7 separate regions of the Mus musculus genome follow, and regions 2, 3, 4, 5, 6 and 7 are each linked to region 1. The links are chromatin contacts, called in public HiChIP or PLAC-seq and promoter capture Hi-C maps. All regions are on one chromosome and are shown on one strand. The core of a region is the stretch at or near the end of the contact, and the rest is flanking DNA. Distances in the headings are between cores, read along the strand shown. Region 1 holds the start of Tm9sf4 (transmembrane 9 superfamily protein member 4). Region 2 holds the start of Dnmt3b (DNA methyltransferase 3B). Region 3 has its middle 24 kb from the start of Commd7. Region 4 has its middle 48 kb from the start of Commd7. Region 5 has its middle 32 kb from the start of Nol4l. Region 6 holds the start of Nol4l (nucleolar protein 4-like). Region 7 overlaps Nol4l (nucleolar protein 4-like).

The links. Promoter capture Hi-C pulls out the DNA fragments that hold promoters and counts their contacts. HiChIP or PLAC-seq counts read pairs in DNA pulled down with a chosen protein or histone mark.
Region 2: a contact with region 1 is called in a FOXA1 HiChIP or PLAC-seq map of pancreatic cancer cells. The contact joins the promoter of Dnmt3b here to the promoter of Tm9sf4 in region 1. A contact is called at or near these places in 19 of 39 promoter capture datasets (the 3T3-L1 cell line, the HPC-7 cell line, cranial neural crest and 12 more), 2 of 484 Hi-C or Micro-C datasets (CD4 T cells and pro-B cells), 10 of 115 datasets of contacts at active chromatin or transcription factors (effector CD8 T cells, embryonic stem cells, large pre-B cells and 4 more) and 2 of 9 other capture datasets (adipose tissue and liver).
Region 3: a promoter capture Hi-C map of the HPC-7 cell line shows a contact between it and region 1. The contact joins the enhancer-like site here to the promoter of Tm9sf4 in region 1. A contact is called at or near these places in 22 of 39 promoter capture datasets (the 3T3-L1 cell line, 3T3-L1-derived adipocytes, the C10 cell line and 16 more), 12 of 484 Hi-C or Micro-C datasets (B cells, the G1E-ER4 cell line, adipose-derived mesenchymal stem cells and 4 more), 16 of 115 datasets of contacts at active chromatin or transcription factors (the SCID.adh cell line, cardiomyocytes, embryonic hindbrain and 6 more) and 3 of 9 other capture datasets (adipose tissue, embryonic stem cells and liver).
Region 4: an H3K27ac HiChIP or PLAC-seq map of embryonic stem cells shows a contact between it and region 1, with 7 times the contacts expected there. The contact joins the enhancer-like site here to the promoter of Tm9sf4 in region 1. A contact is called at or near these places in 23 of 39 promoter capture datasets (the 3T3-L1 cell line, the C10 cell line, the HPC-7 cell line and 16 more), 1 of 15 datasets of contacts at CTCF or cohesin (embryonic stem cells), 53 of 484 Hi-C or Micro-C datasets (the 63-12 cell line, B cells, CD4 T cells and 24 more), 29 of 115 datasets of contacts at active chromatin or transcription factors (the SCID.adh cell line, astrocytes, effector CD8 T cells and 13 more) and 3 of 9 other capture datasets (adipose tissue, embryonic stem cells and liver).
Region 5: a contact with region 1 is called in an H3K4me3 HiChIP or PLAC-seq map of bone marrow-derived macrophages, with 4 times the contacts expected there. The contact joins the enhancer-like site here to the promoter of Tm9sf4 in region 1. A contact is called at or near these places in 16 of 39 promoter capture datasets (the 3T3-L1 cell line, the C10 cell line, the HPC-7 cell line and 13 more), 3 of 484 Hi-C or Micro-C datasets (cortical neurons, cumulus cells and embryonic stem cells), 12 of 115 datasets of contacts at active chromatin or transcription factors (the 230-238 cell line, the HPC-7 cell line, the SCID.adh cell line and 6 more) and 3 of 9 other capture datasets (adipose tissue, embryonic stem cells and liver).
Region 6: a contact with region 1 is called in a promoter capture Hi-C map of embryonic stem cells, with 2.3 times the contacts expected there. The contact joins the promoter of Nol4l here to the promoter of Tm9sf4 in region 1. A contact is called at or near these places in 20 of 39 promoter capture datasets (the 3T3-L1 cell line, 3T3-L1-derived adipocytes, the C10 cell line and 10 more), 3 of 484 Hi-C or Micro-C datasets (natural killer cells and regulatory T cells), 6 of 115 datasets of contacts at active chromatin or transcription factors (DN3 thymocytes, bone marrow-derived macrophages, embryonic stem cells and 2 more) and 3 of 9 other capture datasets (embryonic stem cells, liver and macrophages).
Region 7: a contact with region 1 is called in a promoter capture Hi-C map of trophoblast stem cells, with 4 times the contacts expected there. The contact joins the enhancer-like site here to the promoter of Tm9sf4 in region 1. A contact is called at or near these places in 19 of 39 promoter capture datasets (the 3T3-L1 cell line, 3T3-L1-derived adipocytes, the C10 cell line and 13 more), 15 of 484 Hi-C or Micro-C datasets (the AML12 cell line, the G1E-ER4 cell line, the N1E-115 cell line and 3 more), 19 of 115 datasets of contacts at active chromatin or transcription factors (DN3 thymocytes, the NIH/3T3 cell line, the SCID.adh cell line and 10 more) and 3 of 9 other capture datasets (adipose tissue, embryonic stem cells and pancreatic islet).

Annotation. Positions count from the first base shown.
Region 1 is chr2:153,159,599-153,162,954 of GRCm38.p6, reverse strand. Tm9sf4 (transmembrane 9 superfamily protein member 4) reads right to left here and starts at 1,654. Exons shown (of 18, transcript NM_133847.3): 1 at 1,384-1,654. The coding sequence starts at 1,398.
Region 2 is chr2:153,647,557-153,650,912 of GRCm38.p6, reverse strand. Dnmt3b (DNA methyltransferase 3B) reads right to left here and starts at 1,464. Exons shown (of 23, transcript NM_001271744.1): 1 at 1,173-1,464.
Region 3 is chr2:153,606,607-153,609,962 of GRCm38.p6, reverse strand. No RefSeq gene overlaps it. Among named protein-coding and RNA genes, the nearest start is that of Commd7, 24 kb to the left of the region's middle. Within about 2 kb of position 1,687, at least 150 of the 459 cell types and tissues checked have an H3K27ac peak or open chromatin away from gene starts, as enhancers often do. A contact at or near this core is called in 3T3-L1-derived adipocytes, B cells, the G1E-ER4 cell line and 8 more, where this site is marked.
Region 4 is chr2:153,583,009-153,586,364 of GRCm38.p6, reverse strand. No RefSeq gene overlaps it. Among named protein-coding and RNA genes, the nearest start is that of Commd7, 48 kb to the left of the region's middle. Within about 2 kb of position 1,699, at least 42 of the 459 cell types and tissues checked have an H3K27ac peak or open chromatin away from gene starts, as enhancers often do. A contact at or near this core is called in the G1E-ER4 cell line, the HPC-7 cell line, the SCID.adh cell line and 2 more, where this site is marked.
Region 5 is chr2:153,559,881-153,563,236 of GRCm38.p6, reverse strand. No RefSeq gene overlaps it. Among named protein-coding and RNA genes, the nearest start is that of Nol4l, 32 kb to the right of the region's middle. Within about 2 kb of position 1,871, at least 171 of the 459 cell types and tissues checked have an H3K27ac peak or open chromatin away from gene starts, as enhancers often do. A contact at or near this core is called in the 230-238 cell line, the HPC-7 cell line, the SCID.adh cell line and 7 more, where this site is marked.
Region 6 is chr2:153,528,333-153,531,688 of GRCm38.p6, reverse strand. It overlaps Nol4l (nucleolar protein 4-like), which reads left to right and starts at 1,718. Exons shown (of 11, transcript NM_001134300.2): 1 at 1,718-2,247. The coding sequence starts at 1,927.
Region 7 is chr2:153,474,861-153,478,216 of GRCm38.p6, reverse strand. Nol4l (nucleolar protein 4-like) reads left to right here. Exons shown (of 11, transcript NM_001134300.2): 3 at 235-346. Among named protein-coding and RNA genes, the nearest start is that of Nol4l, 53 kb to the left of the region's middle. Within about 2 kb of position 1,651, at least 25 of the 459 cell types and tissues checked have an H3K27ac peak or open chromatin away from gene starts, as enhancers often do. A contact at or near this core is called in trophoblast stem cells, where this site is marked.

The DNA.
Region 1 (3,356 bases), core at 405-2,904:
AGCCAAATATCGAACTTAGGCTCCTGGGTACGCTCAAGCAAGTGCTCCACAAAAGGGGTTACAATCCGCAAAACCTTGAACATTTTTACCTGATTTCTGGGGTTATAAACAAGGAACCTAATTTAAAAAAAAAAAAAAAAAAGTCAGCCGTCTGCTAACAGGACAGACTCCTTTCATGAATTAACCTGGCCCTGTTTAGAGAAAACCAACATCAAATAACTTAAGCAAGAATTTTCCTTCAGTAGAGTCAAATGTCACAAGCTTTTTCTCTGAGTCTTTCTTGTCATTCACTACCACGATGGAATTAATTTTATCTTCTGAGGCAGCAATGTACAAGACCACCCAGGAAAATTCACTTTCGACTTTTGTTCTCATTTCTTGGCAAACAGAATTTGAGGTGAACTTCTCTTAGAAAATCTGACCTTCAAAAACTTAATTCTGTGGTTGATAAACAGAAGTCAGCTAGTGACTCATCCTTCAGGCACAGGTATATTACCTCCACTCTCATCCACAAAGAGACTTAATTCTAGTCAGCTTCATGATAGTGACCCTTTATCTGTAAGGAGCTGTGTGGAGTGGGAGGGGGATACAGACAGGCAGGGCCAGAGGTGTTTTTAAACGGTAACCCAGGGACCACCTCCATTATAAACACAGGACTGTTTGTGAGACTATAGATTCCTGAGCATGGCCTAAGGTATTGCAATCTTTGGGAGTGATGCTCAGGAAACTATTTAAACATGCCTCCCCACCAACAACCCAAGATCCCCGTGCACAGTGGGGTTTAAGAACCAATCGGATAAAAGCACTTTAGGAGAGACAGATTTTGACAGAAAAGGCAGGAGAAGGGCAGGGCCTGGGGATGGGATGATGGGCATGGGATGCCCTGGTACAGCAGCAATCAAGCGGGATGCGCTATGGGAACCGCTGAGGGTGCAGGTAAGGACAAGGCTCGGGCTGGTGCGAGCAAGGTGGCACCCGCAGACTGGTTAGGCTGATGGGTATGTGGAGAGCTGGGTATGAACGTGAGGAGGAGGAGCGAAGGCAGAAATAACGGGGGCCTCTCGGGAGGAGACAAAGCCTGGAGGGGAAGAAATGGGAAATAGGGGTGACAAGGGGCGGGAACGAAAGCTGAAATGAGAACCGTGAAGGCATGAGCCGAAGTCTTCCTTCCAAGCGGCACCTCCCCTAAAACTCCAGGCCCTGACAAGCCTAGATGCCATGCCAAGGCTAGAGAAAGGGACTTTGTAGAGGCCGACCCAGTCAAGGGTAACCCGAGCAGGGGTTCTGGAGGAGGCTGGGAACCAGGCATGGGGCGCTGGAAGGTCCTGGGCTATCCAGGGGGGCCCTGCTCCAGCTCCGGTTCCCGGAGTCTCCTTCACTCACCATCGCCGCCGCCATCTTGGATCCACGTGTCGGCGTGATGACGTCAGCGGAAGTGGTGCTTCTGTGGTTACGGAGTGTAGCTCCACTAAGGGGACTCCTGGCTTCAGATTCTTCTGTAGTCGCAGTAGTGAGGAGGTAAAAGAAGCTTAATTTCTCCTTGGCAGATTGGCCTTGGCAGTGAGGTCTCTGACTAGGTGAAGAGAACGTACGGTGTAACTATTGGAGCCATATTGACTTCTGGCAGACCCGCTCCTCCGCCTACTCCTTTTGCATTGTGGGTAATGGGGGTGTGTGGAAATAGGCGCGCTCCCTGGATGCTTTCTTTAGTATTGGCAGAAAGAGTCGTTGCCAGGGTTACCCGGGACCTTAATTGTGAAACGGAAAGCATGGTAAACCCTCTCTGACAGCTTCTGATTTAGAGTAATTTGTAATTATATGTTTAAATATTTATTTGACTATAATATAGTCTTACTAATCGGCCGTAATAACTATGAAGGTAGGACTCTGTCTTTCCCTTACACTGCGTTTTTGTCGTCAGTGAAATGGGGCAGAGATTTCTAGATTTTTTTTTTTTTTTTTTTTTTTTGGTTTTCCGAGACAGGCTGGCCTCGAACTCAGAAATCCGCCTGCCTCTGCCTCCCGAGTGCTGGGATTAAAGGCGTGCGCCACCACGCCCAGCTCTAGATTATTTTTATAATTGGCTTATGTTAAGTATCCACTGACACAATCATATAAAGTATTCAATAAATAATTGTCATTATATAACGTATGTACATTCCTTCACACATATGGTAGGTGTCCCAAACAATATGCTTTGTTAAATGAGTGAATGAAAAGCAGAACACTTAGTGAAAGGAGACATTTTTCAATGTGGACTTCTCCATTCTAACTGGCTTAATGTATGACTTGAAGCAAGTCACTTAACCATCTTAAACTTAACTTTCCAGTATTGACTTAAAAGGGTCTGGGGAGGACTCAAAGGATCATAATGGAGAAAGACTGTTTGGTTCATATATACCACTGTAAAGTGTACAAAGAGCCAGTGCGGTCTTCTTAGATGGATCCAAAAAGCTGTTAAGAGAGTAGTAATGAGTTCTGAGGATATAGTTAATTTAGCAGATAGCCTGCCTAATCTTTAGCACTGGGACTTGTAATCCCCAAACTCAGAAGGTCCAGCAAGAAGAGTTCATGGTTATCCTGGGACATGTGAGACCTTGCCTCAGTCATCATCGTTACTATCATCTTTATCATTATCCGTGTTCAGTGGCTCACACTGGTAATTTTTGCGCTCAGGATGCTGAGGAAGGAAGGCATGGTGAGTTCAAGACCATCCTGAGCCATAAAGAGAGCCACGGGCTAAACAGAAAACTCAGCATTGCTTAAGTACTGTGCCAAAACTGGTCTTAAGATTTTTAGTTATCTCTTCTGCACCTTGGCAAGGAACAGCTGAGCTCTGACCACCACTGTGGTCAGTACTGATTACTACCGTGGTGGATTTTTTTCTGCATAAATGTCTACTAACAAGCCTCTCCTTCTTGCATGTTATGAGCATACTGGTTCTCCTGTCAAAAGGTGAATTTTTTTCTCTTGTTGAATGCTGGGGTTAAGTTACTTGCTTTGACCAAATAGAGTGAATTATAAGTGTCTTCCACTTCTGTGTCTAGGCTGTAAGAGGCTTGAAGCTTCTCCTTCCTCCCAAGGATATAAATATGGCTGGGTGTCCTGCTGCATAGACAGGTCTATGTCATTCCTCACAGAGTTCTAGAAACCCCACCTGACAGTTACACATATAAAGGAAATAAGTTTGTGCAGTTCAAACCTAGCAAGCTACTAACTAAATATAGAACATGTGAATATCCTTATTGATATTTGGAACAAAAGAACTACTTGGTTGAGCCTAGTTGATTTAGTATTGGGTTGGATTGTTATGAGTGCTGAAAAACAAACCCATAAATGCCTGGGACCAACACACC
Region 2 (3,356 bases), core at 215-2,714, 490 kb before region 1:
GTGGGTAGCTTACCTGAAAGAAGGCCCTGGATTTGGTCCCAAGGCACTATGGATGGGGGAGGGGAGATCCCGCGTCTGGAAAGGTATATACCTGAGGTTTCCAAGGTCTGGCACAAGCCTCAGCGGGCCTGGTGGACAGAGGAAGGTCGGTGAGTGTCACCAGCCCAAAGCCCACAACATCCACAAGTCCGGAAGCACTCTACTGAGGCCTTAATTCATTTTAATTCATATGCTTCCGAGTGCAAAGCAGAAATCACAGGGAATCACAGGCAGAGGCATGGAGATCACAGGACTGCCGCTGCCACAGGTGAGACTGGAGCAAGAAACTCTTCCCCTCCGTGCAGTCCAACCTTGGGAACGCAGTAAGTAGGTCTCCGCTTTGATTGCAACCTCTAGCCTGGACGGATTCCACAGGTATCCCTAAGCAATCCCTGAAGCACGGACGATTAACCGCTAGGAAGTGGAGGCAGAGGGTCATTTTATAATTAAGGACTCAGTGTATGGACTAGGTAGTGGGGCCACCTCACCCCGGAAGAAGGCTAAGAATGGAAAGTGAGCCCCTAGGGCAGCCGGCAAGGTGAGGAACCGCCCCCCGCTGGCTCCTCCCCGGCCAGGTGTGCTCAGCCAGCCCCTCCCAGCAGCCGGCAACGCTGCAGCACAAGAGGCTCCGCTCCGGAGGACCCCGGGGACAACGCCCATCTAGCATCCCCACTTGCCGGTACCCAGAGCGCCATCCCAACCTGGGAGTGCGAGGTTCCAAGTCAGAACGGATCCACAACCACTACTACATTGACAAAACAACTTCTGCCTCTACATCCCAGCCTTTCCTCCCCGAGGAGGCTCTGGGTAAGAACTGGGCTAGGTAAGGACTTTGGGTCCCGGGGACAGCCACCGCTCGGGCCCCACTCCGCTCCCAAGTGTTCTCAACTCTACACTCCAGAAAAGTTGCTGCAGGTCTCCTTCCCTCAACTCTTCAGAGTGGCGGAGTGCAGCGGGGACTTCGCTTCCTCTGTCCCCGTGCCCAGTCCCGTGTCCCCGTCCCGCTAAGCGCCACGCGCCCCGTTCTCCCCAACCCCGGCAAACATCCAGGCGCCACCAGGGGACCTGTCGTCCCGGAACCCACACAGCCCCAACCACCAGGTCCCAGCCCACGAGGGGCGCGTGGCGCTCACCTGTCGTGAGGCTGGCTGTAGCGCGGCGCCGCGATCGCGCCGCGGGTCCTGGCCGGCGGGCGGCGCGGAGTGTCGGGTTCGCGAATCTCCGGCGCCGATCGCTGCGCTACGTTTACTTGGGCCGCTTAACCCCGGCGCTGCCGGACTGGAGCGCCCGTGCGCTCGCCCGCGCGCCAGTGGGCCACCCGGGCTAGTCCGCGGCGCTCAGGCGAGAGCGTCCACGCGGGCTGCGGCTGCGAGACGAGGGGCGGCGACGAGGACGCTACGGGCCGGGCGCGCACGGGAGTGGGTGGGGAGGGGGCGGCGCCGCTGCCCTTGTAGCCCGGGCCCGGCCCTGGCCCCGCCCCCGCCCGGGGGGCGCCCCCGCCGCAGCCACTCACCGGCCGGCCGGGCCTAGGGGACGGGCGAGGGAGATTTGAAATCCCTCCCGAGCTTCCTCGCCCTGCCTCCTCGGGAGCCTCCCCTGGGCCCCCTATGCCTTGCGGGTCACCCTCCTAGATGACCAGAGCCCACGGATAGCTCCCAGCCCTCTCCACCTGAGACACCCCCTTTCCTGTCCCCCAATCCAGATCAGATGCACACACGCACATACAAGCACATTCACAGGTCTGGATGAGCGGCCCAGAGAGGGAAGAGCTCCTGCTGGAGTCACACAGCAACCCTGCATTGGCTTTTCGACCATCCCTCCGCTGCAAAGCTGTCCAGGGCGCTGTAGTGGCCCTATGGGTCACCCGCTGGGGACCCCCGTTCTGCTTCCTGCTTTCACCTAGCTTGGCCTTTGTCAGCCATCTTGAGGGGAGAGGAGGCCTTGGAGGAAGAAAAAGCATACATGTTCCCCCAACTACCTGGGTTCCTCGTGCCAGCTGGGGAGGAGCCCTACCCTGCAGCTTAGGGCTGCCTCGGCCAAAAGGCCCACGCTGAACCACTGGAGAAACACAAATACTTATGATAGGCACCTGGCGTTCATGTTTATTTGTTTTCCTGCTTGTCTGTCTCCATACATTAGATGGTGATCACTAAAGTAGACACTAAATAAATATATGTTAAAGGGATAAACAAATCGAATGATTGCAAAGGCTCGGCTCGATACAAGGCCTAGCACGTGCAGGCTCAGCTTTCACGGATCTTTTATTTTGTTGGCTCCCTGACTTCACTCCAACCTCTTCTGCTTTGCTGCTCCTCCTACACACCAAGCATTGTCCTTCTAAGGAAAGCTTTGGCCTCTTTCCTCCTTTCAGACTTTGTTTCCCCAGATCTGTCACAAGAAGAGGCTTTCTTATCACCAAACAGAACAGTCTTCAAATCCTATAACACTGAAACCCATCTGAGATTGTTTTGTATAGTCTTGTCTGCATCTCCTAGCGGGGCAGAGGTGGCTTCCATCTTCCATCTAGATGGAAACTGGAAGCCACATCTCTCTAGGAGCACAGGTCCACAGGGAGGCTAGCATCAAAAGGAATTAACTCAATACAAGTTGGTTGAATGAATGAATGAATGAATCTCCACAGGTCTCTTGCCTCTGGGGTTCTAACTCCTGTTAAACACAGCTTTCCTCCTGCCCTTCTTCCTGGTTAGTGAGTAAATGGGCAAATGGCGACTATTTGGGGAACTTCAAGTCTTAACACTTCCTGGGCCCTTTTCTACTTAAAAAAGAGTAGACTGGTCAAAAGACAAAAGGAGAGAAAGCCCAGCCCGGCCTGGACCTGGCCCCCTAGGGAAGAGGAACCGCAGGAATGTCTTGACTGCCAGGGCTCTGAAGTGTGTCCGGAAGTTGGTGCAAAAGAGGATGCCTTAAAAGAGTCTGGATGAGCAGGTGGTCTTGGTCTGTCGCTTGGGAATGACTCTAACTGTCAAGAGAATCAAAGCATGGTGGATCCTACCTAGAATCCCAGCACTTGGGAGTTTAAGGAATTTAAGGCCAACCTCAGTGACAGAGCAAGTTCCACACCAGACTGGACTGTGGCTGTGTGAGACACTGTCTAAAATCCCCCTTCTCCACACCCAGAAGGAAAAGTTAAGGAAAATGGGAGTAAGAAAACTACAGACAGAACTGGACAGATGGCTCAGTGGTTAAGAGCACTGGCATATCTTCCAGAGGAACGGGGGTCAATTTCCAGCACCCACATGGCAGCTCACAACTATAGGTAACTCCAATTCCAGAGCCCAGACACCCTCTTCTGACTT
Region 3 (3,356 bases), core at 438-2,937, 450 kb before region 1:
CTGCCTCACTGGGCTCCGTAAGGGCGCTGAGATGAGCCCAGGAAGGCCAGCCCCTGCTTAGCTTTGCCCCTGCCCTCCAGCACAGGCCTCAGAGAGCAGAGACAAAGACCTTAGGGGCTGCTGAGGTGATGGTGACTGCCGGCTCCGAGACTCATAATGGCAGGGGTCACTGGGCTCCAGCCCCCTCTAGCGGTCAGCAGTGGCGATGAATTCAGAGTGGAGTGGGGAGGAGTCTCTGGCGCAGGCCTCCTCCCACCGCCTTGTCAGCAGGCCAAGCCTTGGAATTTTGTGCCAAGTCTCTGGAAAGAGGCCTGTCCTGCCAGCCAAGGGACAGAAAAACAAGATGAAAGGTTCCAGGAGTGGCAGTAGTGGTGCATGCCTGTAATCCTGACCCTTGGGATGTGTAGAGAAGACGACTGGGGATTCAAGGCCAGCTTTGCAAATCTGAGGCCAGGTTGGGCAACATGAAATCCTGTCTGGATAGATAGATAGATAGATAGATAGATAGATAGATAGATAGATAGATAGATAGATAGATAGATAGATAGATAGATAGACCTAAAAAAAAATACACAGGCCTGGAAGCTGGCCCCAGTCTTTCCTTGGGGACTACCTTTGAATCAGTGTGCCAACTCCTCTCTCCGGCCCTACTCATGCTGACCAGGAGCCAGGCAGGGGTGACTACTTCCATGAGTGTAGACCTTGGCTGGAGGAGTGAGTCCGCAGAAGCACGTGCGTCTGTTGGGACTCAGTCCGCTGCCCTTCTGGATAGCCAGCACGGCTGGGGGTGGCAACTGATGTCACTGCACTTTTCCCTGTTCAGCCTCCTTTGCGTTGTGACAGATACTGACCTCCCCATGGAGGTCACCATCTCTTTGTTTCGCCCACAGTGCTCTGGTGGGGACTTCTGTCCCTGTACTTAATTCTTCAACACGCCTGCTTCCCTAACTAGGCATTCCATTTCCTAGGGTTTGGGTCTATTGAGCCCCATAGCTGACACCCGTTTCTTGTGAAAAGATCTTTCCTGAGGAGGGAGAGGGGGAAGTGAGGTCCCTCTCCCTACCCTTTACTGGGCACTTTTTTGTTTTTATTAGGTATTTTCCTCATTTACATTTCCAATGCTATCCCAAAGTCCCCCATACCCTCCCACCGACCCACCCCCTGGGCACTTATTTTTATGGTATTAGTTACTGAACCCAAGGTTGCTCGCTGCTCCCTCCCCACCCCACCCCCCTTTTTGGAGACAGGGTTTCTCTGTGTAGCCCTGGCTATCCTGGAACTCACTCTGTAGACCAGGCTGGCCTTGAACTCAGAGATCCACCTGCCTCTGCCTCCCAAGTGCTGGGATTAAAGGCGTGCGCCACCACTGCCCGGCTACTGCTCCCCTTTTGCCTCCGGTTCATCCTTGGCAGAGTCTGGGGCTGTGGTCACTTCAAAAGCCCTGGACACCAGAAGAGGCAGGGATGTCACCAGGGAACGGGGAAGAGCCATGGCTTCAGCCCATATACTTCCTCTTCTTCTCACACCTGCCATTTCCTGACTGTGTGGTTTCTGCCCTCTGTGAGAGCTGATAAACCAAGCCTGGAGGCCCAGCGCTGTTCCCCAACGCCTCCCCTAGCTGGGCTTGGTCCCTTACCCTGGGCGGTGCTTGGCATGTGGTTGCTGGATACAGGCGTATGGCACTGTCAGGTAGACTGGCAAGCTGGCATGTAACAGCGTCTGGGTTTGCCAAGGACATTTGACACACTGCCCTACAAGCTTGCGTCTTGGAAGGCTGAGCTGAGCTGGCTCTTTAGCTAGATTGCTACAGAATGGCCTTTGCTATGGTGCGGAGGTTATGAGGGCCTGGGCTCATGGCTCTTTGGAAGCACGCAGTACTCTCAATACTGCCTGGGCCGGTGTTTACAGAAGGCGGCTCTCAGCACGGAGCAGTGAGGACCAGAAGCAACAGTGTGTTTGAAGGAGCTACAGGGGCCGCTGATTTCATCAGTATTTGGAGGTTTGGGGCACTGTGCCCTGCTTGAGAGACACTAGGAGCCAGTTTATCTGACTCCCTATTAGAGTACTAGTTAGTGACCCCTGGTGCTCACTGCCCAGTGTCAGAGCCCAGGCCCAGTGGGTGCAGTGAACTTACAGGCCATGTGAATAAAGAAAGACCATTGAAACAAAGGGCTGGGTGCCTAGCCCGAGTGGCAGTTAGGACAGCAGGCTCTAACTATTGCAGGGTCATATCATAGCCTGCTTCTGTGCCTCGGTTTCTCTGTTAGATAGTACTGGGAGGTCCAGCCCTGCTGCTTCTGGCTGTGTGGTGTCCAGTGCTGTGACTTCAGTACTTCAGCTCTGCTCTGACCTGTGCGCCCCCTGCCTCCCTCTGGGCAAACTCCTCCTCACTATCAAGGCTCAGCTCCACTGTCCTTTTCTCTAAAAGGACTTCCCTGGCCGCTTGTCTGTCTCATCTCAGGCCCCGCCATGTCCTAGGGCTTTATCCCCTTTTATCATCTTCCCCCAGCACAGAGCTTGGCGTTTGTTTTTTAGAGTCAGGCTCTCATGTAACTCAGGCTGGCTTCCGAACAATAGCCAAGTATGACCTTGAACTTCCGGTCCTCCAACACTGAGACTTCCGGTCCTCCAACACTGAGACTTCAGGTCTTCCAACACTGAGACTATAGGCATATGCCACTGTCCTTCTAGCTTTATTTATTTTTTTGTTATTGTTTTTGTTTGTTTTCTTGTTGTCTTTTGAGACAAGGTTTCCCTGTGTGGCCCTGGCTGTTCACGAACTCACTATGTAGACCAGGCTGGCCTTGAACTCAGAGGTCCACTGGTCTCTGCCTTACAACTGCTACGAGTAAAGGGGCCGCCACCACCTCCTGCTTAAATTTGCTTTCTGAGTCCGAGTCTCACTCTGTAGCTCAGCATACTCTGAAATTCATTCTGCAGCCCAGGCTGACCCCAAAGTCACAGCAACCCTCTTGCTTAGCCTCCCTGGTATTGGGATGAGTCACCATGCCTGACTTGAATAAATATTTATTGAATGAGTGAATGAATAGATGTCCCGAGGGTCTCATCTGTCCCTTAGCTGTGATTCAGTGTCCTACCCACTGTGGGCATAACTCATTCCTACATCAGTAAGACAGGGTCTTGCTATGTAACCTTGGTTGGCCTGCATCTTGTTCCTTGCTAAGTAGACCAGGCTGGCCTCAAGCTCATAGAGCTCTGTCTGCCTCTGCCTTCTGAGTGCTGGGATTAAAGTGTGCGCCACCACATCCAGCTTTCCCCTGGACTTTGGAACGGTAGCAGACAGCAGGGTGCATACTAGTACCTTGGGCATCTGGCTCATAACAAGGATGGATCTT
Region 4 (3,356 bases), core at 450-2,949, 420 kb before region 1:
GAAGAGGGATAACATAGCCCTTCAAAGACATGAATGGATTTGTGGACCCTGCCGTCCTTGAAACCACAGTATCTGAAATTCCAGATGTCTGTGAGCTTCTTAGAGTGATCAGGCCCGTGTCCCCCAGAACCCACAAAGCAGCTTCCCCCTCCAACAAGGTCAGAAAGTTGCCTTCCTTCTGTTTTGCAGCTGACCTCCAAAACCAGCAGCGCTTCCTACTCAGGCCTTTGCATAGAGACACCAGAGCCTCCCTGTGCCTGCGTTCTTTCATTGGGTGAGGGTCGAGACAGAGTCACTACAGCTCAGACTGGCCTTCAGCTTACTAAGGAGCTAAGGCTGGTCTGAAGCCCCTATCCCCTTGCCTCTGCCGACCAGATGCTGAGATTATAATCGTGTGTCTCTACACTGGATTTTTTTTTTCTTTTCCTTTTTAGTTAAATTTGTTCACTTTTGTGGTGCTAGGGATGAGCCTAGGGCCTTCTACATGTCAAGCCAGCACTCTACCCTGGACCCATAGCTCCAGATGTGTGACTGTTTTTTCTCTGATTCCAGACTGGGGTCCCCTGAGAAGTAATGAGTCCCAAGTTCATCTTGGTCTCCTTTGTGAAGCCTAATGCTGAATTCTGTATCCGGCAGCCCATTCCACAGGAGAGTCCCTTCATGAGCACCCCACTCAGCATCTCTAATCACTCTATTTTGTCTTTAGTTTTTTGAGACAAGGATTCCCTGTGTCAGCCCTGGGTGTCCTGGAATTTGCTCTGTAGACCAAGCTGGTCTCCAGCTCAGAAATCTGCCTGTTTCTGCCTCCGGAGTGTTGGGATTAGAGGCATATGCTGCCACCATCCTGCCAGTCACCTTTTTAATTAAAAAAAAAAAAAAACAAACTAAATTTTATCCTTTGAAATATTTTATTGAATTTTACGTGTATGAGTGGTCTTCCTGCATGTATGCTCATGTCTGGTGTGCTGATCAGAACAGGGCATTGGGTCTCCCTGGAATTCGAGTTAAACAGAACTGTGTGTTAAGAGTTGAACCTTAGCTGGGCGTGGTGGCGCACACCTTCGATCCCAGCACTTGGGAGGCAGAGGCAGGCATATTTCTGAGTTCGAGGTCATCCTGGTCTACAGAGTAAGTTCCAGGACAGCCAGGGCTACACAGAGAAACCCTGTCTCGAAAAACAAAAAACAAAAAACAAAAACAAAAAACAAAAACAAAAAACCCCAAACAAACAAAAACAAAAACTAAAGAACAAAACAAACAAAAAAGAGTTGAACCTTAACTTACTCCAGTAGAACAGCCAGTGCTATTTATTTATTTATTTATTTATTTATTTATTTATTTATTTATTTATTTATTTATTTATTTATTTATTTATATTTAGATGAGTACACTGTAGCTGTCTTCAGTCACACACCCCAGAAGAGGGCATCAGATCCCATTACAGATGGTTGTGAGCCACCATGTGGTTGCTGGGAATTGAACTCAAAACACCTGGAAGAACAGTCAGTGCTCTTAACCAGCTGCGCTATCTCACCTGCCCTTCTCATCACCCTCTCCAGGACACAGGCTGCAGCCTTTTGGATTTGGGGTGGGGGTGGGGGTGCATTGTTCTGGTGCCAGGCCAACCAGATGATCCCGGTGCTGGAAGGTCAGAGTGGCTCATAGCAGTCGGAGCTGACTCTGGACTAGTTTCACCTGAGTTGTCTCCTTTGCTGCGGTCTCAGTGGCTCTTCCAGGTGGGGTACAGGTCAAGGCACAGGGCAGCTGCTTCTCCTGCCAATTAACATAATTGGCAAATGAGCCGGGCTTGGACTCTAACTCAAGTCTCTGGGGAGCCACTGAGCCACACCTCTGCCTGGAACCAACTTGGGGCAGGACTGGGTGCTTTGGAGTCTTTTTTCCCTGCTCTGTGCAAAGGTCAAAGGTCAGAGGTCATTTGTTTAACTTTCCCCAGACATGACTGTATTGTTAAGGCTAGAGTGTTTGGGAACTAACTCTCTGCATGTCTGCCTGCCTGCCTGCCTGTCTGTCTGTCTGTCTGTCTGTCTGTCTGTCTCTCTAATAGAAATAAAGCCCCAAACAAAACAAAACAGAAAAGTAGTTAAGATTCTAGAAGTCGAGCCGGGCATGGTGGTGCACGCCTTTAATCCCAGCATTTGGGAGGCAAAAACAGGAGGATTTCTGAGTTCGAGGCCAGCCTGGTCTACAAAGTGAATTCCAGGACAGCCAGGGCTACACAGAGAAACCCTGTCTCAAAAAAAAAAAAAAGTCTTGGTGGCCTTGTTCCTATTACACTTGAATTCAGCAGTGACACATTAGGAATTGGGGTTAAAAGGAGCTCCACGGAGGCTCAACACAGCGCCCGCCCGCAGAACCCACCACTGATTCAGGCTAAGGGCGACAGGCTCTACTTCGCCTCTGCTCGCCTTTATCTGGGGAGGATTTGGGGTGGTGGGAAGGCGGGGGAAGTTGGAGGCAGGGCTGGCCCAAGGTGGGCAGAAGAGATAGGGAAGTGGGGAGGGGGCCGGCCCTCTGGGGAGGGGCGGAGAAGGGAAGGACAACCCAGAACCTGCACAGTGGGAGGCCTCACAGGCCTGGCCCTGCTTGTGGTTGCAGAGCTTCTGGTGCCTTCCATCCTTGCCAGGCAAGATACAGCACCTTTAATTAGCACGCTGTAACCTCTACCGATTCATCACCGGCTCAGTTTAATTAGCCGCAGGAGGCGCCCCTGCCCCCAGTTCTTGGCTGAGCAGCTGCCTCTCTCACTCACAGAGGTGGCCACCACCTCAAAGTGTCCCCTGTCACCCTCCCATACTTATTTCCCTCCCCAGAATGTGGGGTGGACACAGCCAGCTGCCTGGCTGAAACCTCAAGGAGACGGTGGAGCTGCGACCTTTGTACCCATGATGCTCAGCTTCCTTCTCGGCCCCCTCCCAGGTCAGGTTGAGTTGGGTTGGACCAGCTCGGGTAACCTCCAGTTGAATGGGACTGAAGCCGAGCTGTCCCACTGTAAGAGACTGCTTTCCCCTTTGGAAGCTACTAGCGCGCACGCACGGGGGTGGGGTGGGGGTGTGTGTGTCCCTGTCTCGATTGCTCCTGTGCAGAGACAGGCCCTGCATTTTGCTGCTTCCCCACATTTTTTCCTCTTCCTCTTTCTCCTCCCCATGGCTGAGAAGCTGAGACCCGGAGAGGGGCCAGGACTCCACTCTAGATCTTGGGGCTTTGCTGGGAGACCTGAAGTGGACGAAGAGACAGGGCGTGGCAAGGTGGAGCTGGGGAGGATGGGCCTCCAGGAAGCAGGGGACTGGTAGGCATGAGGCCTTGGTGTCAGGCCAGGGGCAGCTCCATACAAGGGT
Region 5 (3,356 bases), core at 622-3,121, 400 kb before region 1:
TATTCCCAGTTGGCATAGTGCTAAAGGGTGTGGGGCCCGATTTTGAGTTTTGAGTTTTTTGGTTTTTTTAAAGACTTATTTTATTTATTATTTGTAAGTACACTGTAGCTGTCTTCAGACACTCCAGAAGAGGGCATCAGATCTCATTACGGATGGTTGTGAGCCACCATGTGGTTGCTGGGATTTGAACTCAGAACCTTTGGAAGAGCAGTCAGTGCTCTTAACCACTGAGCCATCTCTCCAGCCTGAGTTTTGAGTTTTATGTTCTCCTCTTTTGCTACCCCAGTGATGGGCGCTTGACGCCCATCCCTCTCCTCTCTCCTCTTCTGGATAAATCTCTTCACCTCAACAAGCCTCAGTTTCCCAGTCTGGGAGTGACACTTCCCTCCTTCTGTCCCAGTGTCCAGCTAGTGGAAGGCAGCCTGAGCTGTGGAATGGGAAAGTCATTGGGGGAGATTGATTGCTGTGACTGCAAGTGTGACAGACACCTAAAGAACATCAAAACTGAGATGCCCCTATGACAAAGACTGGGGCCCTAGCCATTTTCGCCACTGAATGGACAGTTGCCCTAGGTTTGTCTGTGCACCAGCCTGAGCTCTCCTTCAGCAGATGTCCCCCTGAGGGGCCCTGGACTGTCTTAGTTAGGGTTTTTGTTTTGCTGTGAAACACATGACTAGAAGCAACGTGCGGAGGAGAGGGTTTGTGTTGCCTCACAGATTATAGTCCATCATTGAGGGAAGTCAGGGCAGGAAGTTAGGGTGGAAACTGGAGGCCAGGACTGGAGCAGAAGCCACGGAGGAGTGCTGCTTAATGGCTTACTCCTCAGGCTCACTCAGCCTGCTTTCTTTTAACCCAGGGCCACCTGCCTGGGTGTAGCACTACTCACAATAAAGCAGGCTCCCTCGCACAATCATCTTCAAGAAAATGTCCCACAAGGCGATCTGGTGGCAGCATTTCCTCCACTGAGGTTCCCTCTTCCCAAACGACTCTAGCTTGGGTCAAGTTGACACAAAACTAGGTGGCATTGTGACCGCGGAGGGGGATGGGAGGGCACGCAGCCTCTCGCCCCTACGTCCTGTTTCCTCCTCCTCCTCCTCCTCCTCTTCCTCCTCCTCCTCCTCCTCCTCCTCCTCCTCCTCCTCCTCCTCCTCCTCCTCCTCTTCTTCTTCTTCTTCTTCTTCTTCTTCTTCTTCTTCTTCTTCTTCTTCTTCTTCTTCTTCTTTCTCTATGACCCACTACCCTGCCCTGCCACCTGCCCTACTTCCCCTGGGACTGCTCCTGTCTCAGGAACTCCTAGATACTAGGATCCGGGCACACCTCCTCTGCCAAGCACCCTCCAAGGTCAGCGGTGCAGAGCACAGTGAGGCCAAGGGGAAGAAAAGCAGTGTCCTTGTGCTCTGCAGCCTTCTGTCCCAGCTACTGTCCCAGAGCCTTGTGCCGCTGTGGTACACCCCACGCTCTTATCACAGGAAACCATCCCAGGGTCTCTTCCCTTAGGCCATTCTGTCCTTCCCTCTACTCTGACCTGTCCTTTTGCTTCTGGCAAGCCTTCTGCGGCACTGCTCCCCCTCCCCCTTTCCTGCTGTCCCCAGACTGGGTGAGGAGACCTCCCCTTCTCTTTAAGAGGGAATTTCTTAATCATATCTGTGCAGGACTGGAGGGGATTGTGTGAAAGGCAAGAGCCCCCACCCCCCAGCTTCCCATGTGCACCAAGCCCAGCTGGGTGCCTGGCGCCCTCTGCGCTCCTGAGATGGGTCTGGGGTAGCTGAATGGATATCCCTCACTACCCTCCACATGGCCACCCAGGGCAGTTAGGAGTCTGTGTGACTTCAAGCACAGCCAGACTGAGCTATATTTAGACACCAGGGCCAGGGCGAGCTTCTGGGGCGGAGGAGGTGGCAGAGCCCTGCAGTGGGGCCCCAGGGGACTCCTCGTGCAGTGGGACAGTCGCTGTGTGAGAGGCCAGAGTCATTACACTCCCACAGGCTCCCCTACCCAGGAAAGGCAGGGACAGCTTCCCTTCGCCCCTGGAGGCTTTCAGGCTGGCTTCATATGCAGCTGGAAAAATAAGAGCCAGTCTGGTTGGTCAGCTCTGAGGCTGGGCTAGGCTGAGGGCAGGAGTTTGGGGGCTCCTTCGGTCGGTTCCTGTTCTGTCGGCTTGTCTTCCCTCCTTTCCTCTTCAGTGGGCACCTAGCCAGGCTAGCTGGGTGTGGCCAGTGGGGAGCCCAGGAGGGGCTGTCCTAGCCTTGGCCACCAGCTAGCTACCCAGCTCTGGGGCGGGCAGGAGGCAGGATGGATGTTCGCAATAATTACCCAGCTGCAGCTTCCTCAGAGCGGCAGCCATAGCAACGGGGCTGGCGCCCCAGCCGCGGCCAAGGGGCAGGGGGAGACATGGGCGCCTTGGGAAGGTCGGGGCGGGTGGCATGAGCCCTAGGCACAGCCCCCAGCTCCCTCTGTTGGCACTCTCACAGGCTCATTCGTCTCTGGGGGCAGGGGAGGAGGCTTTGTCAGCACCAGGAGGCTGGCACAGCCCAGGGGAGTCTCAGGGGAAGCACCATTCCCCTTGCCAGGTGGGACGGTGATAGCAGGTATGGGGGCGGGCGGGTGTGCCCAGACTTCCAGTACTTAGGGCTCAACTGGGCCCGTGCATGTCCCTCTCTTCAGCTGCTAGCCACAGACCCAGGACACCAAATCTAACTACCAACAATGCCAACCCTCTCCAGGAGTGCTACACGCTGTGGTTGCTGGAGCTCCCTTAGGAACGATGTTTATGGCTCAGTCACCCAGGTCCTCTCAAAGAGGCACCACGCTGCCACTGCCTTTAGCAGGATTGGCTCTGTTTGTTTTTCTGTTTTTGTTTTTGTTTCGCCTGTGAGGGGAGGGGCCTTGAGACCACCAAATCACCTTACCCATCCTATTGTAGGAGGTCCAGCCTTCCTTCTTCCCTCTTGTGGAAGCTGTATTAGTGAGGATTGTTTATGTTCATTTTGTAGGCAGGAGAATTGAGGCCAGAGAGATACGAGACTTGTCTAAGTTCACACAGCAAAAAAGCTGTGTGGACTCTTGTCATTGTCTCAACAGTGCTATGGAGTCCCGTTTACCACTCCAAGCTATCTGGCCGTGCTGTTCAATGGTTAGCCAGGAGTTCGGCCTCTGACCTCAGGGGGTTGAGTCAGTTTTTCTGCTCTTTGATTTTCTTCTTTGAAAGCCTAGGATGTAGCACGATGTGTTCCTGTAGACAGTGCAGGGTTTAAAGAAAGCAGAGCGGAGAGTGTGTGTGGCACCTGGCTCGTGGGAAGTGTGAGCCAGTGTTACAGTTAGAAACGGTGTCTTTTCATATTGTTGTTACAACAGGG
Region 6 (3,356 bases), core at 469-2,968, 370 kb before region 1:
GTTGTTGGCGTATATAAAGTAACATGGAAATGTAAATTATCTAAAAATAATCTATGTGACATACAGAGAGGTTGGAACTTGGAAGACCCCTTAGGTTCTTCCCAGCATTTATTGGCACCTACTGTGTGCCAGATGCTGTACCAGGGCCGGGAAATTCAGGGATGAGTCAGATATGGGCCCTGAGCATCTGGAGACTCTGGCTGGAGGGGTGTGGGGAGCGAGCTGTAGCTCCCACCTGAGAGGGGAGGCATATGTGTGAAATGGTAGCGGGTGTCAGGCAGAACTGAGCCGAAACTCACACCCCATCTCCCTCTTTCTCATGACCTTGAGTAGATCAGGCCACCTCTCGAATCCCGAGGCCCCCTTCTCTAAGATGGGGATGGCTTCACAGCTGCCAGGGCCTGGCACACAATTGTCTCAATGACTCGGGTATGGGCACCTTGGAGTTCTTAGGCAGAAAATGATCCTGTTCTGGGACTCAACTCTTGAGTGATAATGTGTCTGTAAGAGTGGCCTGATGACATGGGGGTGGCCGCCAGGGGACAGCAGAAAGGATAATGCAGTAATTTCTTATGCCCTGATAAGAAAGGAAGGCAGAAATCTTCGAGGATTGACTTGAACCTTTATTTATGCTTATAATTCATAGGGGAGGAGGAAGTTCTACACTGGTCAGATCTGCTCAGGTGGGAGGGGGTGTGAGATCACTAAGTTTATTCTCCAAGGGATTCTAGGCCAAGGTGCATCCGGGAAGGTCAGGCTTCTCAGAATGGGTTTGTGGGTGTGTTCAAGGTCTTCAGAGGCTCAGTGAGGTTGGCACCAGGAAGGCCACCGGACAAGGTGACTTCTATAGGGCCTGGGGCTACCCACCCCCACCTACACTAAGGCAAGGCCGGCCAATCTTGGGGGAATTCAGATGAGGTGGAAGGAGAGAAAGTTTGGGGGTCCAAAGGGTGGTGGCTTGGGGTCCCCCCCCCGGGGGAACATTCCTATTCTGGCACCCATACTGACACCAGAGCGGTCAGGCCAATTGCAGGAGTGAGGAGAGGAGCCTGTCCCACACCGCCAGGGTTGGGCTACCTCGGCTAAGACGACCCAATCGGGGAGGCTGGGGACGCCAGTGTCTGGGCTATGATCTGTGCCCTACTGCCTGCGGGACAGTCAGCCCGTCCCGACAGAGTGCGGCCTTCCAGGCTGTGGGCCGAACCAGCCGGATGGAACACGATCCCTAGCTGGGTACCGCGCGCCTGCCGCTGCTGCCCTCCCGGCCGCTGCGGGTGCAGCAGCCCCCGCGCCCCCAGGGGCCGGGCCGGGCGGGGCTGGGCGCGCGGGCGCGGGAGGGAGGGGGGCGGGCGGCGGCGCAGCCTGCGCCGCTCTAACAGGTGGGATCCCGCGGCGTGGTGGAGGCGGGCGCGGGAGGAGGAGGAGGAGGAGGAGGAAGAGCAGCAGCAGCGGGAGCCCCAGCCGGAGCCAGAGCAGGAGCAGGATGAGCCGCGCAAGCTGACAGCCACCGCTGCCGCCCGCGCCCAGGCTCGGTCTCGCTCCCCGTGCCCGGGGCCGCTCCCCGCCTCCCGCCTCCCCTGGCCGCCCGCGGGGCGGCCCGCCCCCTCTGCACCTCCGGGCCCGGAGCTGCCTCCATCTCTCCTGCATCCCGGCCGGGGGGAGGAGGAGGCGGAGCAGGAGGCGAGTCGGAGCCGCCGCCGCCAACGCCGCCGCCGCCGCCGCCGCCGCCCGAGCAGGACAGAGCGCGCCGCAGCCCCGCGCGTCCGGCCGCCGCCCGCGCCCATCCAGCAGCCGCGCCAGAGCCACACCGCGGGACAGCCCGGGCCGCGGCGCGCCCCTGCCCAGCCCGGCCCAGCCCAGCCCAGTTCCAGCACCGGGCGGCCCGGTGGCCGGCCCGCCCCCGAGGGCGCCGGGCGCGGCGGGAGGATGCCGAAGCCGACGCTGCTGCTGCGCGGGGGCTGGGAGCGCGAGCGCAGCCCCGGGGACTCGGAGCTGGGCCGCCAGTTCCGGGACTGGTGCCTGCGCACCTACGGCGACTCGGCTAAAACCAAGACAGTGACACGCAGCAAATACCAGCGGATCGCCGAGGTCCTGCAGGGTGGCGGCGGGACCGGCGCGGGCAGCGGCCCGGCGGCGGGCGAGAAAGGCAAGTTCCAGTTCTGGGTGCGCTCCAAGGGCTTCCGCCTGGGCAGCGGCCGGGAACCCAAGATGGGCCAAGTGGTGTATGTGCCGGTCAAGACGGGCTCGGTGAGTGCGCGCGCGGCGGCCGCGGGCTAGTCCCGTGGCCGGGATTGGGGAGGGCGGGGGCGGGGTGGGGGTGTGGATGTGTGTCCGAATGGTGTGTTTCTGGGGTTGTCCGTGTGTCTAGCCCACCCGGGGCGTGCGTGTCCCTGCTCACTAGCCCTCCCTGGCCCGCCCGGGCAGCGCTCGGGGTTTGGGGCGTCCCTGCCCCCTCTGCGCCGCTGATCGGGCCATGGCCGTGACGGGCGGGCTGTCCCGGGCTGCTCACCCCAGCGTGTTCTGTCCTCTCGTCCCCTCCCCTCCCCCTTTCCCCCCAGCCAGCAGGCGGCTGCTACGGAGCTCCAGCCTCCCCCCCTCCCGCCCGGAGGCCGCCTGTCCCGGGCGCCTCGCGCTCCCGCCCCCGGGCCGGCTGGGCGGTGTGTGTGTGCGTGTGTGTGTGTGTGTGTGTGTGCGCGCGCGCGTGTATCTATGTGTGTGTGTGTAGGGTGGTGCTGCGGGGGTGGGGAGGCAGGGGCAGCGGCGGGACGGGGAGTCCACTGGGCCTCCCCGCACTAGGGGAGGGGGCTAGCCCTGGCACTGTCGCCCCGACCCCACCCGGCACTGGCCCGGGGAGGGGCAGCCAGAGCCGCAGCCTGGCGCAGGAGCAGCCTCCCAAGGGTGGGTGGGGCGTCCCCGCCGCCCCCCGGGCCCCGCGCTCCCCCCACCCTGGGACGGGGGCGGCATGACCTATTCATCCCCTCCCCTCCCCCGTCTCTCAGGCTGGCCCGGTTGGCGCTGGGGAGGGGGGCGGGTAACCGCAGCCCCGGGAAAGGAGGCTGGTGGCCAGTGGCCGGGCGGGGGCATCCCCTTCGGTTCGGGGCGCCCCGAGAGGGCGTGAGGCTTGGGCCCCGCGGCTCCCCCCTCCGGGACCTCATTGTTCTGCAGAGGGTGGGGGCTGGGGGGGGGCGGCTGCTCTCGGGGCGCTGCTGAGCTTTGAACTTTCCGTTGCCCAGACCTTCGGGTAGTGTGTTCGGTCCCCGGCCCGGTCGGGCCAGCCTAGCTCTCCTCCCCGCCGCCCCTCCCTGGCCTCGCCCGGCCGGAGCACTAGAGCCCGGCCGCCCCGCGCCGGCCTCCCT
Region 7 (3,356 bases), core at 402-2,901, 320 kb before region 1:
CTCACCTTTTAGTGGCAGCCATAAAATGTTCTGATAAGAATATTGTTTATTAGAGGTTTAAAACTAGATCATGTTTAAATGCTTTTAATTTTCATTTTTTAATCCCCTTTATTCAAGTTTTAAAAACAAGTGGCTCATTTTACAGAAAGGAAGAGAGGCCATTGGCCCCTCAATGTTGTTGGCGACTAAGTTGCCTTCAAGATGGCACATGATGTGCAAACTGTTTTCTGGCAGATCGCGGAGACCTACGCCTTCCTCCCCAGAGAGGCTGTGACTCGGTTCCTCATGAGCTGCACGGAATGCCAGAAGAGGATGCACTTTAACTCCAGCGGCCCGGAGCCCAAAGGTGGGGGCCACGCAGCGGACAGGTCCTCCAGAGGCCATGTGGGTGGTGGCACTGCCTCAGGAGCCTTGTTTGGATTTGTTTAACTTTCTAATTATTAATTACTTGCTTGCTTACTTATTTTTGAGACAGAGTCTCACCATATAGCCCAGGCTGGCTCCAAGCTGTCAATCCTCCTGCTGTAGTGTCTCGAGTGCTGAGACTATGTATGTACCACCACAGTGCTTCTTTATTGGTTTTGTAAATGTTAAGCTTCTCTTAGAACCAACAACCCATCATCTTGCCCTTCAAGGCTTAGGCTAGCCCCTCTCCTCTCACCTAATTCTAAGTGGCCAAACTTCCTGTTCTCTGGGTTCTTCCATCCTAGCCACTTGACCTTGCCCCTGGGGCTGGTTGTCCACTCATGTACACATGGATCTGGGTCTCTGAAGACAGACACACACCCCATGAGGCATGTTCTTCTTACCCTTTGGCCCTTAACTCCTGCCAGTGGTGCATGCTCACTAAGGTCTGCCTCATGTGACCTCCCATCAGATCAGTGAGGCCTGATTAGTACTGAAGATGGACAGACCACTTGTGATTAGCTGAAGCTGCCCTTTGCTCTGTTCAGCCCAGTGAGACCATCAAGGGTTCCCCTCCCACATCTTCCTACACAGCCCATCAGTTTGTCTGCCTGCAGCTGGCTTTGACTGTAACACGGACCAGAACATTTGACCATAGTTATCATGGGTGGCATGGGTGGCTTAGTGTGTTGTGGCTTGGGGAGGTACACTAATCAAGGTTCTGGGCCTTCCCATGACATACTGTGCCTCCCCTGGCTTCAGGCCTGCAAATTATGAGCCACAACAGGACAAAAGGGGTAGGGGCAGTTGTCTGACCATGAGGACAAAGTAGGAGTGGACAGGAAGCCACTTATTCAGGTAGACCTCTAAGGGCAGGCACCCACCTGGGGAGAACAAGTGGACTATGCTGTGACAGCCCGGTGACAGGGACACAGGCAACAAGCACCTGAGCAGCTGATGACAGCAGCTGATTCACCAGATCGAGAGGCTTTGCTGCCTGGGAGCCTCTAAGCAGTAGCTGCCTAGCAGGTAGTAAGACAGCTTCCAAGGTGTGAAGGTCCAGAGCTAATGCTGATTCTGTTGTTGAGAGTAGGCTCCTAGGCTTGGCTGTATGAGTGTGGGTCTCAGCTCTGTGCACGGAGTAAGTAGGGTCCCTACTCCAAGGACTGATAAGGCTTGAGAGGTCATCCCTGAGCTTAGCCCAGGGCTCTAATATGGGAGAGTGACCCTAAGGGATGCTTGTCACTGTTACTCGTGGCCTGGCCCCAAGGCCAAGATAATCCTTGGCCTGCAAATGGGCCTGGGGGCCCTTTTCTCTGCTTATGCCCCAAACTGCAAGTCTGGACCCTGGTGCTGGCTGCCTGGATCCTGCCCACCTAAGTATGCTGGTCCCCTCCTATTTCTGCCCTAATTGTTTCCATTGCAACCGGAGGAGTCAGGCACAACAAAACTGCTGCCTGAAGAGGCAAGACTGCTCTGGGGGACTATAGCCTTCTGGCTTTCCTGCTGTTTCCTATGGTGGGGAAGGTGTTCCTCCCCAAAGGCTGCAAAGTCCTCAGGTTGGGGACTTATGTGCAGGCAGCCTAACTGCATTGCGCTTCCTCTCTCCACTGGCTGCCTCCACCTTAGGAGGGTCCTTCCCATCCTCAGCTCAAGAAAGGAGGAGAAGGGGGGAGGGTGTTGCTCACAACCCAGAACTGAATAGAATATAAACCAGCCTGAGGACTGTTTTGAGCCTCTCTCCTGGTGCTTATCTTGACAGGAAAGAGGACAGGTGCCTGCCTATCCTCAGTCCCAGGCAGCTGACCTTCCCACTGCAGAGAGGAAATCAGAGCACAACCCATGGAAAAGTGGGCCCCAGGCCAGGGGGACCTGTGTATCCCACAGCAGGCTAGGGAACCTCTCTGAGAATCCCCTGCTCATAATCGCTATGAGCTGTCAGTCCTGGCATACAGCCAAGGAAACCAAGACCTGAAGAGGTGCTGGGTGAAATCACTCACCCAGTTTCCCTCTCCAACTCCCAAGAGAGGGAAGCAGAACCGCCTTTCTCAGCAGAGTGGGAAGAATGTCTTCCTCACAGGGCTGTGTGATGCAGATATAGAAAAGGAGCCCATTGTGCAGGGCCCTGGAGCTCTGTGGATACCTTGGGAACATGGGCCCATTGTTAGGTTATGATGCTCAGGCCCAGATAGCTTCCCCTTTTCCCTAGACTCTGAGCCAGAGGTTGCAAAGGTAAAGTCAGAAGTGCCCAACCCCCACCCTGAGCACACTAGCCGGGGCCCATCCACATGCTAGATTTAAAAGGGAAAGATTGGCTTCTAGATTGTCATAGAGAACGCCTGCCTGCTCCATGGTCTGAGGCATCAGCCCCCAAATCCTTGTCAGCTTTGTCCTTGGCAGGAGCCCAAGGTCAAATTCTACCCATAGTGCTTCCTTGGGCTGCACCACTGCCTGCTAGCCCTTTCTTCCCTGTGGCCAGAGGGCCTGTTATTCCTGTCCCAGGAAGGTAGGGAGGGAGGGGGAGAGGGGACAGGATGGAGTCTCCTCTGGGGCTGCTGGGAGACTGCCTTGCTTCCTGGCCTCATGCTGGAAAGAAAAGGAGGAAGCAGAGTGGCCCCAGTGAGCAGCTTGTCCCCAGCAGAGTGTGAGGCCCAGCAGCCCCCAACTCCCCACTCTATACAAGGAACATAAACAGAGCAAGCTGCAGCGAGTCTGGAAGACAGTCCTTGGATTCCAGGGCCTCTACACCACAACCTCTCCTACCAATTCCAGTGGGAACTGATGCTCAGACCAGCCTGACTTCCTGGGCAGAGGAAGCTCTGAGGGTACATTCCTGCCTTCTCTCTGTGACAACACACTATGATATGGTTGCAAACTGTGAGCCGCAAACTGTGAGCCACAGACACACAGGTTGTGCTTGTGCTCCTCTGGAACAGTTAAACCATCAAGTC